Linked DNA regions of Mus musculus: regions 1, 2 and 3 are each linked to region 4. Evidence: chromatin contacts called from public promoter capture Hi-C data. All regions are on one chromosome and are shown on one strand. The core of a region is the stretch at or near the end of the contact, and the rest is flanking DNA. Distances in the headings are between cores, read along the strand shown. Region 1 holds the start of Vps35 (VPS35 retromer complex component). Region 2 holds the start of Gadd45gip1 (growth arrest and DNA-damage-inducible, gamma interacting protein 1). Region 3 holds the start of Trir (telomerase RNA component interacting RNase). Region 4 holds the start of Scoc (short coiled-coil protein).

Region 1 (3,344 bases), core at 646-3,145, 1.9 Mb before region 4:
AACCAAACATAATGAGATCTGACGCCCTCTTCTGGAGTGTCTGAGGACAGCTACAGTGTACTTACATATAACCGTAATAATAAAAAAGAAACGGAGCCGCCAACAAGAAGATTAAAACAAAGAAACCTCAGGGTCACATCAGATCACTCAAATGTCCTTTGGAGCCAACTTACTCTATCCAAGGGGCACTTCCTACAGGAAGCTGCAAGGTCCAGGCATATGACAGCATTGCTGGTTTCTGAGCTACGTGCAGACAGACTGACACACTTCACCTTAGACAGCCGCAGGAACTCCTCTGCTTTCCTGGTTATAAAGGCAGTATGGTCACTAAAACTGCTGCAGAACTTTGTCAACACTTAGGCAAAGAACTGAATTCAGCATGGTGGACTTGCACACCACCTAACTACTGTGCAAGTTCATTTGGGGCCTAGAAAGCACATCCTTTGGAGAGGTGGAAGTTCTTTACATAGAACCAAAATGACTCCAGACTTAGCTGTGTCCAAGCGTGTTCCTTGGACATTACCTTTCCTTCTTACATTATTTCAACAAGTATAAAGAATTGGTTCAGGCAGATTAGAGTAAATTAAATCCCTTTCTCTTCCTTAATGACTGATTGGGTCTCAGTTTCGGCGGCTTGTGAAAATAGTTCTGGGTCCCATTGTATTTCCGGTCAGTAGCCCTGGGAATAGACCTACGAACTTTCTACACACTTGCCTGCTGTAGCTTTATTTCCTAAGACAGATCCTACAATGACCCTCCTAATCTCAAGGGCTTCGGAAAATGGAAGCTATTTGGGCCACTCTTACCATATTTTCCCATGCGTGCCACTATTTAATAAATCAGCCCCAACGCCACTGGGCCCTTTCTGGAATTTTTTTTTTTCGATTTTTCGATACAGGGTTTCTCTGTATAGCTCTGGCTGTCCTGGAACTCACTTTGTAGACCAGGCTCGCCTCGAACTTAGAAATCCGCCTGCCTCTGCCTCCCAAGTGCTGGGATTAAAGGCGTGCGCCACCACGCCCGGCCTTTTCTGGAATTCTTACGCCCTGCTCATCACTTCAGCTCTTCACTCTGTACCATAATCTACCTTTCTCTTGCCATCTATAGTGATTTGCACAGGGTCTGCCCTGCAAGGCTGGCTTATCAAGATTATCGAGTCTGAAGGAATGACAAGAGGTCCTCCCCGGCTTTTCCGACCACAGTGTATCCAACAGAGCTAGAGTGCTTCAAGGACGACTATATACGTCCTCTCAAACCATCTTCTACAAGCCAACAACAGTTTTTCTTGATGTTGGGCCCGAGTCTCGCCCAGACCAGTGTGCGGTCATTCCCTCATCGCCAGTCCCTCATCCGACGCTGCCTTGGGAGGACCCAGGGCCGCAGTCTGGGACGTCTACCCGCACACACGGCCACACTCACCTCAGTACACTCGGCTCCGCAAGGCCGAGACGCGGGGCGAGGCGGCGTACCAGCTCCGACTCCATCGCTGGAAGAAATGCGCGCCAAGAGCAATGCGCGCGCAGATTGTCAGAGGGTTAAGACCCACCCCCGGCGCGTCCAGATTGGTTGCGACCAGAGGTTGAGACCGTTCCACACACCAATCCTGGTCATCCTTCTACGCATGTGCACACGATGAGGCGCGGGCCCAGGCGAAGTGGACGCGCAGAAGGTTCTCTCGCTGCCCTTCCTCGGCCGCGGATCTCCTTAACTAAGGCTTCCCTTCCTGCTGTCCCTAGTTCGCCGCAGCGTTGTACTATTCTCGCCCCGCCCCGTCCACTATACACCGCCGGCTGCCCATTCTCCCCAAACTACGCGAGATTTTAAGTGGGCCAATCGAAAAGCCGCTTCTATCCAAGGGCGGGGCTAGAGAGGGCGGGGCTCGCAAGGCTCGGTCACCTGACGGCGGGCGGCTCCGGCGGGGTAGGCGCTGCTGCTTGTGGTCCCCGGAGTCGCCATGGTGAGTGAGGGGAAGCGGTGGGCCTGGGTTGCCGAGTCGCAGTCCACGTTTTCCTTCGGCGGACAGGAGCCTTGCTGGCGGAGTAGGAGGCCCTGCATTTCGATCGAGGCCGGTCCGGTCCAGGCTGGGCCTGCGGGCTTGGCACGGGCTGAGGAAGGCCGCGTTAGGCTGCGGTGGGCTGCGGTGGGCGGTGGCGCAGAATTTGGTCGTTACCCCGAGACCAGGAGCCTCCCTTAGGGGTGTCGCGGGCTGCAGGTTCTGGGTGTCGGTGGAGGCCTGCGTCAGACTCTTGTACGGAACGGCCACCTTCCCTCTGAGAGTCGGACTCCCGGGTCTGTGCGGAGTTGGGACAGTGAGGAGCCCCCGAGCTTCTGAGCTGGCGCCGTAGCTGGGTCGCGCCCAGATGGTGCATTTCCAGCTTTGTACTCAGCTGTCCTCGGGGGTCCCATTGCCTTTTCTCTGCTGGAAATATCCTTGGGGGGGGGGCGCAGTGGTCTCCCGGCCTTCCGTGGCCGCAGAGCCCCCTTCATCTTGCAGCGCCTGTCAGCGAATTCTAGGGACCTGCTCACGTGAGTTTCCCGAAGGACTCCTGCTTTCTTTTCATTGAGCCCAACCATCAGATAGGAGACAGGTCTCCGTTTCGCATTTGCTCTCTGAGGATTCTAACTCACTTGCTGGAAGCAGTCATTCAAAGGTTTCTCCGCGACGATAGCATGTCGTGATGCTTTGTGGCACTAGCCTTATAAACAGGAACTTCCGCAAAATTCGGATCCTGTTTTCCACAGGGCAAGTTGTCACTTGCGTTATACGAGCATTTGCTGTAGTATGAACAGGTAGTGGTTTTGGATGTGCTATGCTTATGTCCTTTTTTTTTAATTTCAATATTCATTCTTTGTATTGATAATTCTATGTGCCACTGCACATACTTCACTTTAAGTGTGTTAATAGGAAAAACCAGCATTAAATCTTTTTGTTGATTTTTTTTTTCCTTTTTTTTGGAATGGACCTTTATGATGATCTTGCTAGACTCCGATCAGCTTGGTATTTATGTCATCTTTGGTTCTGGCTGGCTGAGTTCTGAGCGTTTGTTCCCGTAATTTGATAAATATTTGATGTATATTTAATATAATATATTGCCTTACAAGATGTTTTCCCCCCTCGGAACTTTGTACAATTGAGATTTGGCACATGACTGGTGTGAAGTTTAACTTTTTTGTTTTTCAACACTTACTGGTTGACATAGTGTTTTATAATACAAAGCATTTGAGGATACACTATAAATTATATTTATGTGCCTGGGGAACCAGATTGGACCAGTTTTCCCTGTGAATTTTATTGGAAAATGGAACCTGGGTATCAGTTCTGTCATAGGCAATTTTATGATTTG
Region 2 (3,442 bases), core at 198-2,697, 1.4 Mb before region 4:
CACATTTCACCAGCCCTGAACCCTGCACCAGAAGGGGCGATCCAAATGTCTGGTTTGCCTCCATTTTCTCCTCAAATCTGATCACATGTGCCTTCTTTTCTGACTTCTACCCCAGACTTCAGAGTCCATCACTGCTCTCAGGTCCCACTACCTAGCTACGGTGGCCACACAAGACAGGGTCTCACTACATAGACTAGGCTGGCTGGCCTCAAAACTCGGTGATCTAACCTGCCTGTCTCCAGAAGGCTGGGATTAAAGGTGTGCTCCACCAAGACCAGATTATTTGTGATAAAAGGTTTCACCTGGGCTGTTCTCTAATTGAGAATCATCATTCCCACTTCTCAACCTCAGGGCCTTTGCAACAGTTGCTCCCTCTACTGGGAACTCATGCCTTGAGATTTTTCCAGTAACAGTATCTGGTTATATGGGGATTTGCTTAAACATCACAAGAGCTAGCATGCACTTTTAACTGTGTTTGTCTTCCTTGGGGGGGGGGGGTTCCTCAGTCATCATCCGAATCCTCTGTCTGCTTTGTTCCCTGGTGTGTGGGTCCTTATATCCTTGCAGAGTAACTAGGGAAGTATATAGAGTTGAGGCTGGGACTGGTACAGGCCTGTAATAGCAGATATTCAGAAGGTAAAGACAGATGGATCCTAGATTCGAGGCCAGCCTGGGCAATAAAATGAGTTCTGGTTAATTGAGTCCTTGCTATTTAGAATAAAAGGGCAGGCTACTGATAAAGGAAGAGGACAAGTAAAAACAAACATTAAAACTGCAGTTGAGGCCGGGGGTGGTGGTGCACGCCTTTAATCCCAGCACTTGGGAGGCAGAGGCAGGCGGATTTCTGAGTTCGAGACCAGAGTGAGTTCCAGGATAGCCAGGGCTACACAGAAGAACCCTGTCTCGAAAAACCAAAAGAAAAAAAAAAAAACAAAAAACCAAAAACTGCAGTTGAATGACTACAAGGATGTCTGCTTTGCAGCAAAGTTAACATGTAATGTTTAAGCCCACGCCACAAGGGATCCGCGTGCCTACTACGGATGATTCCTGGTTTCGGGGCCCTGGGGTACGTGCCCCATCACACCCACCTGGCTTGGCGCCTTGCCTCCAAGGCCTGCTGCTGCAAGCGCAGCGACTCTTGCATGGTCGCTAAGCTCGGGTACCATTCTTGCTCCTCGGCCTCCAACTCGCGCAGCTGCTCTGGGGTGGGCCACAGGGAGGCCGGGGGCACCCCGGAGATGGCGCCATGTCGTCCGAACTGCTTGGCCACATAGCGGGGCGTTAGCTGCCATCGCGGGGTCAGCAGGTTCTCCGGGTCTGGCGAGTGGGGCCCGGGACGGCGGCGCGGGGGCGGGGGCGCACGGTAGCTGCGGGACCTGGGACCCAGAGCCACAGAGAGCCGCAGGAGATAGCCACTCCGCATTGCGAGCGCCGCCATCTTGGCTGTGGGTCCTCGCGGCAGCGGGGCTGGCTACGGCGCTGCCTGCGCGGCGGAAACACCGGGGGCCTCCGGCCGGGGAGCGGAGGAGCGCCGCGCTGCTTTAGTCCGTACGGCGCAGGTGAACGTTTAATGCGGGTGGGGCGGGGGGAGCAATTGTTTGTTAAGAGAATATTGTATGGCTGGTGGCTTACCTCTTTAATTCCAGCAATCAGGAGGCAGAGGCAGGAGGATCTCTATGAGTTCCAGGGCTGCCAAGACTACGTGTATCAAAAAAGAAAAAAAGAAAGGATTTCTGCAGTTTATTTATTGGGGGACGAAAGTGTTGAAGTGTTGGTGATTAAGTGGAGGTCAGAGGACAGCTTGGGGAAGTCGGTTTTCTCCTTCCACCAAGCAAGAGTTGTGGGAATAGAACTAAAATCATCTTGCCTGGTGGCAAATGCCTTTACCCTCCGAGCCTTCTTCCCGGCCATCATTTGGGATTTTGAAATAGGATATCATCCTGTAGCCAGGTCATCTTGGAACTTCTTGGCATAATTCAGGATGGCATCGATTTCTAAATCAGTCTCGCCTGTGCTAGGATGACCGGTAATGAGCCTGTTTAAAATAAGACTTAAAAGTGGCGTGCGTTGGCCGGGCGGTAGGGGCGCATGCCTTTAATTTCATAACTTGGAGGTAGAGACAGGCGGATCTTTGTGAGTTCAAGGTCAGCCTGGTGTACAGAGTGACTTCCAGAACAGCCAGGGCTGTTAAACAGAGAAACAACAACAACAAAAAGAAGAAAAGAAAAAAACTGGTGTGCCAGTATTATTTAAATTACTGTATTTGACATTTTGATTTTTAATTTTGAAATATTAATGCTTTAAATATGTCTGCTTTATTGTATATTTTATTTCCCTTCACATCTGTGCTTTTAAATTTCTCTAATATATTAAATATTTCTACTTTAATATTTAGGCTTATGTTACCTTTTAAATCTTTAAAAAGATTTAGTGTGTGTGTGTGTGCGCCTCATGTGTGGGTGCCAGTGGAAGCCAATGGAACCCTCTCAGACTGGCCTTACAAGCAATTGTCAAGGGACTTGAATACAAGAAACCAAATTCTTCAAGTCTTCTGGAAGACAGGAAATATTTTAAACTTTTCAGCCATTTCTCCAGCTCCATGGATTCTAACTTGTTTGGTCGTGTGTGTTTGTGTGTGTGTGTTGGTGTTGTTTGGTTTTTTTGAGTCTTGTTATGTAGTGCCAGCTGGCTGGCCTGGAATTCACTGTGGAACTTACAGGGTTCTGCCTCTGCCTTCCCAGTGCTGAAATTAAAGATCTGAGACCATCATGTGCAGTTTACCTTTTTTTTTTTTTTTTTTTTTTTTTTTTTTTTTGGTTTTTCGAGACAGTGTTTTTCTGTGTAGCCCTGGCTGTCTTGGAACTCACTTTGTAGACCAGGCTGGCCTCGAACTCAGAAATCTGTCTGCCTCTGCCTCCCAAGTGCTGGGATTAAAGGCGTGCGCCACCACTGCCTTCCCTTTTATCTTAAGCATTTATGATCCACTTTATGGCATTTGGTTATGTGACTCAGTTGATGGTATGCTTGCCTAGTAGGCATAGAGCCCTGAGTTTCATCTCCTGCATGGCATAAACTAAACATGGTAGTGCATATCTATAATCCTGACACTGGAGAGATGGAGGCAAGAGGATCAGAATTTCATGGTGGCACCTTTAATCCCAGGACTCAGGAGGTGGAGGTAGAGGATCTCTATAAATTGGAAGCTAATCTAGTCTACAGAGCTAGTTCTAGGACAGTCAGTGTGATACAAAGAAATCCTGTCTCAACCAAAATAAAATGGAGAGAGAGAGACAGAGAGAGCCCGTGCGAGAGAACTCAGGGTAGGGGCTGCATAGCTCTGTACTTCTCATCTTTCCCTTCCATTTTGCTGAGATGGTCTATGTATCCAGCCTAGGTGTGAGCTCCCGTTCCTATCTCTGTCTCTGAGTTGCTACCATTACAG
Region 3 (3,153 bases), core at 45-2,544, 1.6 Mb before region 4:
AGAAGAGCATCCCTGCTATCTACCTATAGATGTCACTAGCATCTCCTCTTAAGAGTTTGACAACCAAAATGTCTACAGACTTTACCAAATACATGAGGATGAAGAGACTTGCTCCCAGTAGAGAACCACTGGTCTTGTTCTTTAAGAGTCTGTTCTGACTTTCCTAGGACCACTTCATGAAATACATCAAAATCTCAATTATTAGAACTACAGAAAATCAGGATAGGCCACCCACACTCCAAACAAACAACGTTCTTTTCTGTCAAAGACACCACCAATAAATACTCAGCACAAGATAAGGTGCTAAATAAATGGACATTAGTTAAATAATAAAGAAAGGAATCGATTGATCTTGCTAAGGCCACAAAGTCGGTGATTTGCTTTTTGTTATTGGTTGGTTGGTTTTGTTTAGTTGGGACAAGGTCTCACTTTTTCGAATTCTCCTCTTCTTGCATCCGGAGTGCTTGTAATACAAGGCGTGTACCACCACGCCCGGCTACGGTCCGTGGTCCGAGTCGAGTCTAACGATTACAGCAGACTCGGGATTTAAATGTGTCTCCTCTTTTTCCCCCACATTATATGTGGGCCTCACTATTCAAAGTCTGGGTACAAATCAAACGGGAATCCTAGCATCTAGGGCCCCCTAACCCCAGAGCGCTGCTTCCAATGCAATTTCCCGGTTCTCAGGTCCCACGAATGAGATCTAAGGATTCCCATTCCCGCCCAGAAACACCTCTGGTCCGGAATCCAGGCTCGAGATTCTCAGCAAGCGACCGGGACCGTCCAGGCAGCCGGGCGGAGGACTGCCTTGGACCATGACGCCCCTTCCCGGGCCCGACTCCCCCAGCCAACGCGGGCCCCGGCGCCCGCCCCCACCCCCGCGGCTCCTTACGAAGCTGAGCGTGGGGCCTGGGCCGCCCTTCCTCTTCGGATTCCCTGGGCCCGCCGCGGCGGAGGCCGGTGGATCGGGTCGCTGCGGGCCCGGGGGTGGCTCCTCCTGCCGCTGCCGCTGCTCCTCCTCCATCTTCCGCTTGAACAGCTCCAGGAAGCTGCCATCGTTGGCAAACAAGTTCACACCGCTGGACACCGGACTCGAGCCCGACACCTCGTCGTCCCCACTCTCGGGTGACGTTCCCGGTCCCGACTCAGCCCATCGGCTCCTGCCGCTGCCCGCCGGGCCGGGCGCCTCCCGACCCGGAGGCTCCGCCCGTCTCCCTCGGGCAGCCATTTTGTGGCCAGATGCCGTGCAAAGGACGTCGGGAAAGGCTCTCAGACCGCGCGCTTGGCGCGGGACTGGCTTCGTCTGGAGCAATGCATGCTGGGAAGAGAGGTCGGAACCCAGAAGCCAACGCAGAGTGGGCGGAGCTTAGGTGGGGCCAAAGGGTTCTGACCTGGCCACCAGGCGATGGAGCCCAGAAGCCGGTCCCTTTCCTTCTGGTCCTCGGTTCCCTAATCCTGCTAGATACGAGTTAGCTAAGCAGCCAGAAGCTCCCCGAGAATGGGACCATCGTTTGGGACCCAGGCCCCCTGTAAGGGCTAAGAGAACAATCCCAGGCAGCCACCAGAACTCTGTAACTGAACGGATCTTGTTTGGAGCCTGTGTTTTCAATTGTCCCTTGGGAACTTGTGTGGCCCCTAACTAGGTCTACAAAGCATATCTAACTTGATACCTCCTATTAGAATGGAAGCATCTCCAGGTTTGACATCTGTCTCTGAAGTTAATCTCTTAGCTTGAAATAAAAATACCGCTGGCAGCGGGGCGTGGTGGCGCACGCCTTTAATCCCAGCACTCAGGAGGCAGAGGCAGGCGGATTTCTGAGTTCGAGGCCAGCCTGGTCTACAAAGTGAGTTCCAGGACAGCCAGGGCTACACAAAGAAACCCTGTCTCGAAAAACCAAAAAGAAAGAAAGAAAGAAAGAAAACCGCTGGCTGCGTGCAGCTAGACACTGCCTGAGATTAGTATTTAAAGAGGCTGGAGCACTAAAATGAAGCCGAACGTATTTCCAGGCTGAGAACCTAAGACTTAATGTTTTGAGCTGCGTACTGCATGAAGGGACTAAGGACCCTTGTATTCTTTCCCAAGGACAGGGACTCGATTAAAATTGCATTTGCTGAACTTGGAGCACACCCAGAGAGAAAGCAGAGTGCCAAGCGCAATAAGAGTTTCAGAAATTAAAGTTCTTTCTACAAGGACGACTTGTTGCAGGAATCATTCCTGCCCAACATGGGAGTTCCGGGAACACAGGGGGAAAGTCTGCATACTCTGCAGCAAATGGAGTCTTTTAATCGACCCTCAGCCAAATAACCAGTTCGTTCGTAATTGGTTTGCGACAGAAACCATGTGGCTCACAACCAACTGGGTAACTGGAGGACCGGAAGAGATGTTGAGGTCCAACACAGAAAGTAAGGGGGAAATGATAATCAGGAAACTGAGCCTATGGAATCAAGAGCTACCTCTGCTCTAACTTCACGCAAAAAGCTTGGCCAGGATGTTTGCCTGGTTGCTAAGGAGAGGTTGACGCCTGCAGGGACTTGAGCGTGACTAGTGGAAGTAAGACAAGATTCATCCAATGAAAAGAGTGCCGCAAGACTCAGGGCCCAATCAGTGAAGAGCAGTAGTCTGGGTCATACCAATATGTCCGCGAGACAGGGGAATCCTTAGAAAACTACAGACAAAAGTTCACAAAGGTGAGCCCTTGACTCATAAAATGGTGAAAAGATAGCGCTCATTATCTCCAAATGTCAATGCAGGAGTAAAATAAGTCAGACTTCCAGCCTGTACAGGGCTGTGGCAGACTCATTTCCCCTGTACGTATTTAGCACGTGGTGCGCCCCGATTAATCACGTGAGCCGGGTCCAAGATGGCGGCGGGGGTGGCCGGGTGGGGGGTTGAAGCAGAAGAGTTCGAGGATGCACCTGATGTGGAGCCGCTGGAACCCACGCTTAGCAATATCATCGAGCAGCGTAGCCTTAAGTGGATCTTCGTCGGGGGCAAGGGTGGCGTTGGTAAGACCACCTGCAGGTAAGGAGACTCTAGCGGGGCCCAGAGGACGGGTGGGATGTACCACTGGACCAAAGGGAGGACAGGGACCGGCTTTCTCTTCCCGAGCGGGGCAAAGCGAACTGAGCATGGCTCTACGGGGTTGTTTCTCT
Region 4 (3,601 bases), core at 138-2,637:
TTTCCAGCGCCTACATACATGGCAGCTCACAATGTCTGTAACTCCAGTTCCAGGAGATCCAACACTCTTTTCTGGCGTCCTCAGGCACCAGGTACCCAAGTGTTTCAGAGAAATAAATGCAAGTAAAATATACATACAATAAAAAATTAAAACCAAAAACAAATTTTCAGGCCCATTTCTATGACTGGCCCATGTGCATTTGAAAAGAAAGTGTGTTCTTCACTATCTTGGAAAATCCCATCCTTCTTTGAATGTTGCCCATATTCATTCTATTTTGTTGGCACTCCTCTTAGCGTTACCTGGGGTTTCCCTCTCTTCCCATATTCTCCTTCCTTCAAATCCTGAATTGTAGTCCAAGCCTAATACTTTCGTCTCAAACACTAAATGGTAGGTACTTTATTTATAAAGGATTACGGTCACGTGTTAGCAAATCCTGCTTGATTGGTTTAAGATACCCGGGAGTTGTAGAAATGGCTCAGAAGTTAACAGTACTTATTGCTCTTTCACGGGAAGCTGAGTTGAGTTCTCATCATCCTCACCAAATGGTTCACAGCCACCTGTAACCCCAATCCCAGGGGTCTGATTCCCTCTTCTGGCATCTGCAGGCACCTTGCACAGGCACAAGCAAGTACATACACACCGCTACATATTCATGCAATTAAAAATAGAACCTTATATAAGAAAGAAAAGCCAAGAAGAAAGTATTTGTAAGCTGGCCTCTACAGCTCAGAGGTTTTGATAAAGTCAAAGCAAGAATGCTTTGCAGGTAAGAATATACTGTGGTCACTGACCGCTAACAGCAAGATACTTGTTTCAAAGGTTAGGTTATAATGAAGTGTCACGAAAATCACCTAGCAACCCAAAGTCTGGCATTGTACATGTACACTTGAATAAGAAACACAATTTTAATTAAGCCTTGGGTTTTCTGAGACTGAGATCAGGAGACTGCTGATCTAAGGAATCATGACGTGGTCGGGTGAACGGAAGTTTAAAAATTGTCCTGAATATGGGGTACGAAGAGAAACATCCATTAATGGTATATGCTTTGTGCGTTATCTAATTTTAGAAGTGGGGAAAAAGGAAACCGTGCTTTTAGAATCGAGGGGGGAGGGCGCTGCACTGTTCTGCTCACTCTGTTCTTGAATGTGAACGAAATATCTCTCTCCTAGAGTCTGGTCACGGCAATTTCCAGAAATTCTGTCTCTGTTTCCCTCCCTCTCTCCCCGTCTCTCTTTTTTTAACCTAGAGTGACTTTCCACCCCACTTTCCAGGTTCCTGGCGAGACAAAAGATGCTCAGCGAGGACCGCTTTCTTAGGCGCATCTTCTCTTCTGCGCCGTGATTGGTCGCTGCTTTTTTAGGACACGCCCAAAAATCCTGATTGGTCGTCAATGCCCTTTTGTTAGGGCAAAGGTGGACCCCGGTGCTCTGCCACAGGCCTGTCGAGGCGTCCAGCAGCCAGTGCGCAGGCGTGCAATTTCCAGTTAGGATTGGTGGGAGGACGCCTCCTCGCTCGGCGCACGCTCCGTGGGCGGGAAGGGCGGGGCTGACGCTGTCAGTTGGTCGGAGAGCCGCGCGGCCTGAGGCTTCCTACCCATCCCGCCTCTTCCCGGCGCTTCAGACGCAAGGTGAGGCGGCTCGGGGCGGCGAGGGCTGGGCCTGGGAGACCGCCGAGGCCCTGTGGGGCGGGGCGGGATGGAACGGGAACCCGGGCGGCGGCCTGGGTGCTGGATTGCGGCGCCGCGAGGCCCGACATCCCGCCGAGCGCTGCGCAGCCACCTTCCCGGCCCCACGCCGCGGGCTCAGTGGGAAGAGCCCGGCGGTGCGGGACCGGGACGCCGTGGGGGTGCGATGGGACCGGGTAGTAGGAGAAGACGCTCTGCTGCCCGAGCTACCTTCCAGTTCGCCGCAATTCTTCTGCTTCAGCCTCTCGAGTGCTAGGATTGCTTTGCAGGCGTGGTGGCCCGTGCATGTCTGGGGTGGGACGTCTTTGCTAGAACCTGGGTTTGTTTCTTTGTCAGCTTTTCTCAGGCGTCCTGCGGAACAAATATTGAGGAGTAAGGTTTGGGAAGGAGAAATCATAGTTTCCCGAAAAGCCAAGGTTTCTGTTACACCACCAGAGACAGACGTCGCAATAGCCAGAAGGACAGAGGTCCCCAAACCGTTATCCGTTTCTGCGACTCAAAGCTGTGCGTAGGAATCCTAGTGTCTGTATGCTCCAATGATTAAACTGGATGCAGCTAGCTCCCCGGGGATCTAACTTAAGTTTGATCCTTATTGACGATGTAGTTCCTCGATTTCCATCGATTTTGAAAGCCCTAAAATGTCAAAGCAGAACATGAACAGATTAGAAACATCACACTGGAGTGGATGCAGATGAAATTTTATATTTGTTTTGTTTGTGGAAACGCCAAAGGAGTTGAGTTTTTCAAACTCAGTTTAGGACCTTAATAATATCTTGGCTATGAAACATGAGGCAAGGCCTCTAGCCTTTATAAGGCTTAGTATCCACATCTGTGAATTGCATTTTCTTTCTGTTGTGATAAAACTATATATGTAAAGTGTTCAGTGCATTCCTGTAGTGCATTGGACTTTTAAATTTAAAAAACTATTGCTGGTGAGTGGATGATGGATGGAAAACATTAATTGCAGGTTCAAGAGAAGTCTGGTGGTTGAGTTTGAAAGGATATTAGGGAAATGTCAAACTCATATCTGAGATGTTAAGGCCAGCCGAGGTGGAATGATGGGAAAAGCAGAGTGGACATTGACTATATCCTTGATTCTGGATGGACTACTGTGATGTGAATTAAGCCACTCTCAGATTAGGCCAGGAGTTCTAATATGAGGCCTTTGGCCACATGATTTTTCTAAAGTTTCTTCTGTGGTCAAAACAAGAGAGTAGAGATGAGAAGGTCTGTTAACATCTGTTGAATACTTACTAAGTACACAAACACATAGCTGGATGTATTAAATTCCCAGAACAAACCCATAAGATGCAGTTATTAGGCCCATTTTATGGATGAGGATGCTGAGGCTGAGATTTTTTTAATTATATATTTTCTTTTTTTATATTTCAAATGTTATCCCCTTTCCTAGTTTTCCCTCCGAAGATCTCCTCCCCCATCGCTCCCTAACCCACCTACTCCCATTCCTGGTCCTGGCATTCCCCTATACTGGGTCATAGAAACTTCACAGGACCAAGGGCCTCTCCTCCCATTGATGGCCGACTAGGCCATCCTTTGCTACGTATATAGCTAGAGCCACAAGTTCTACCCATGTGTTTTCTTTGGTGGTTTAGTTCCAAGGAACTTTGGGGTTACTGGTTAGTTCATATTGATGTTCCTCCTATGGGGCTTCAGTCTCCTTCAGTTCTCTGGGTATTTCTCTGGCTCCTTCATTGGGAACCTTGTGCTCAGTCCAAAGCATGACTATGAGCATCCACTTCTGTATTTGCCAGGCACTGGCAGAGCCTCACAGGAGACAGCCATATCAGGCTTCTGTCAGCAGGTTCTTGTTGGCAACTGCCTAGTGTCTGGGTTTGGTGATTGTTTATAGGATGGATCCCATAAACATGGGATGGGGCAGTCTCTGGATGGTCGTTC

What was found. Promoter capture Hi-C pulls out the DNA fragments that hold promoters and counts their contacts. Capture Hi-C pulls out chosen DNA fragments and counts their contacts.
Region 1: a promoter capture Hi-C map of liver shows a contact between it and region 4, with 3 times the contacts expected there. The contact joins the promoter of Vps35 here to the promoter of Scoc in region 4. A contact is called at or near these places in 1 of 39 promoter capture datasets (pre-B cells) and 1 of 9 other capture datasets (liver).
Region 2: a contact with region 4 is called in a promoter capture Hi-C map of pre-B cells, with 4 times the contacts expected there. The contact joins the promoter of Gadd45gip1 here to the promoter of Scoc in region 4. A contact is called at or near these places in 1 of 39 promoter capture datasets (pre-B cells) and 1 of 9 other capture datasets (liver).
Region 3: a promoter capture Hi-C map of pre-B cells shows a contact between it and region 4, with 4 times the contacts expected there. The contact joins the promoter of Trir here to the promoter of Scoc in region 4.

Annotation. Positions count from the first base shown.
Region 1 is chr8:85,298,068-85,301,411 of GRCm38.p6, reverse strand. Vps35 (VPS35 retromer complex component) reads left to right here and starts at 1,895. Exons shown (of 17, transcript NM_022997.5): 1 at 1,895-1,957. The coding sequence starts at 1,955. It overlaps Orc6 (origin recognition complex, subunit 6), which reads right to left and starts at 1,780. Exons shown (of 7, transcript NM_019716.2): 1 at 1,420-1,780; 2 at 174-303. The coding sequence starts at 1,484.
Region 2 is chr8:84,830,287-84,833,728 of GRCm38.p6, reverse strand. Gadd45gip1 (growth arrest and DNA-damage-inducible, gamma interacting protein 1) reads right to left here and starts at 1,447. Exons shown (of 2, transcript NM_183358.4): 1 at 1,089-1,447. The coding sequence starts at 1,438. It also overlaps a transcript of Dand5 not described here.
Region 3 is chr8:85,024,974-85,028,126 of GRCm38.p6, reverse strand. It overlaps Trir (telomerase RNA component interacting RNase), which reads right to left and starts at 1,294. Exons shown (of 3, transcript NM_026760.3): 1 at 893-1,294. The coding sequence starts at 1,228. It overlaps Get3 (guided entry of tail-anchored proteins factor 3, ATPase), which reads left to right and starts at 2,840. Exons shown (of 7, transcript NM_019652.2): 1 at 2,840-3,022. The coding sequence starts at 2,862.
Region 4 is chr8:83,440,448-83,444,048 of GRCm38.p6, reverse strand. Scoc (short coiled-coil protein) reads left to right here and starts at 1,387. Exons shown (of 4, transcript NM_019708.4): 1 at 1,387-1,627.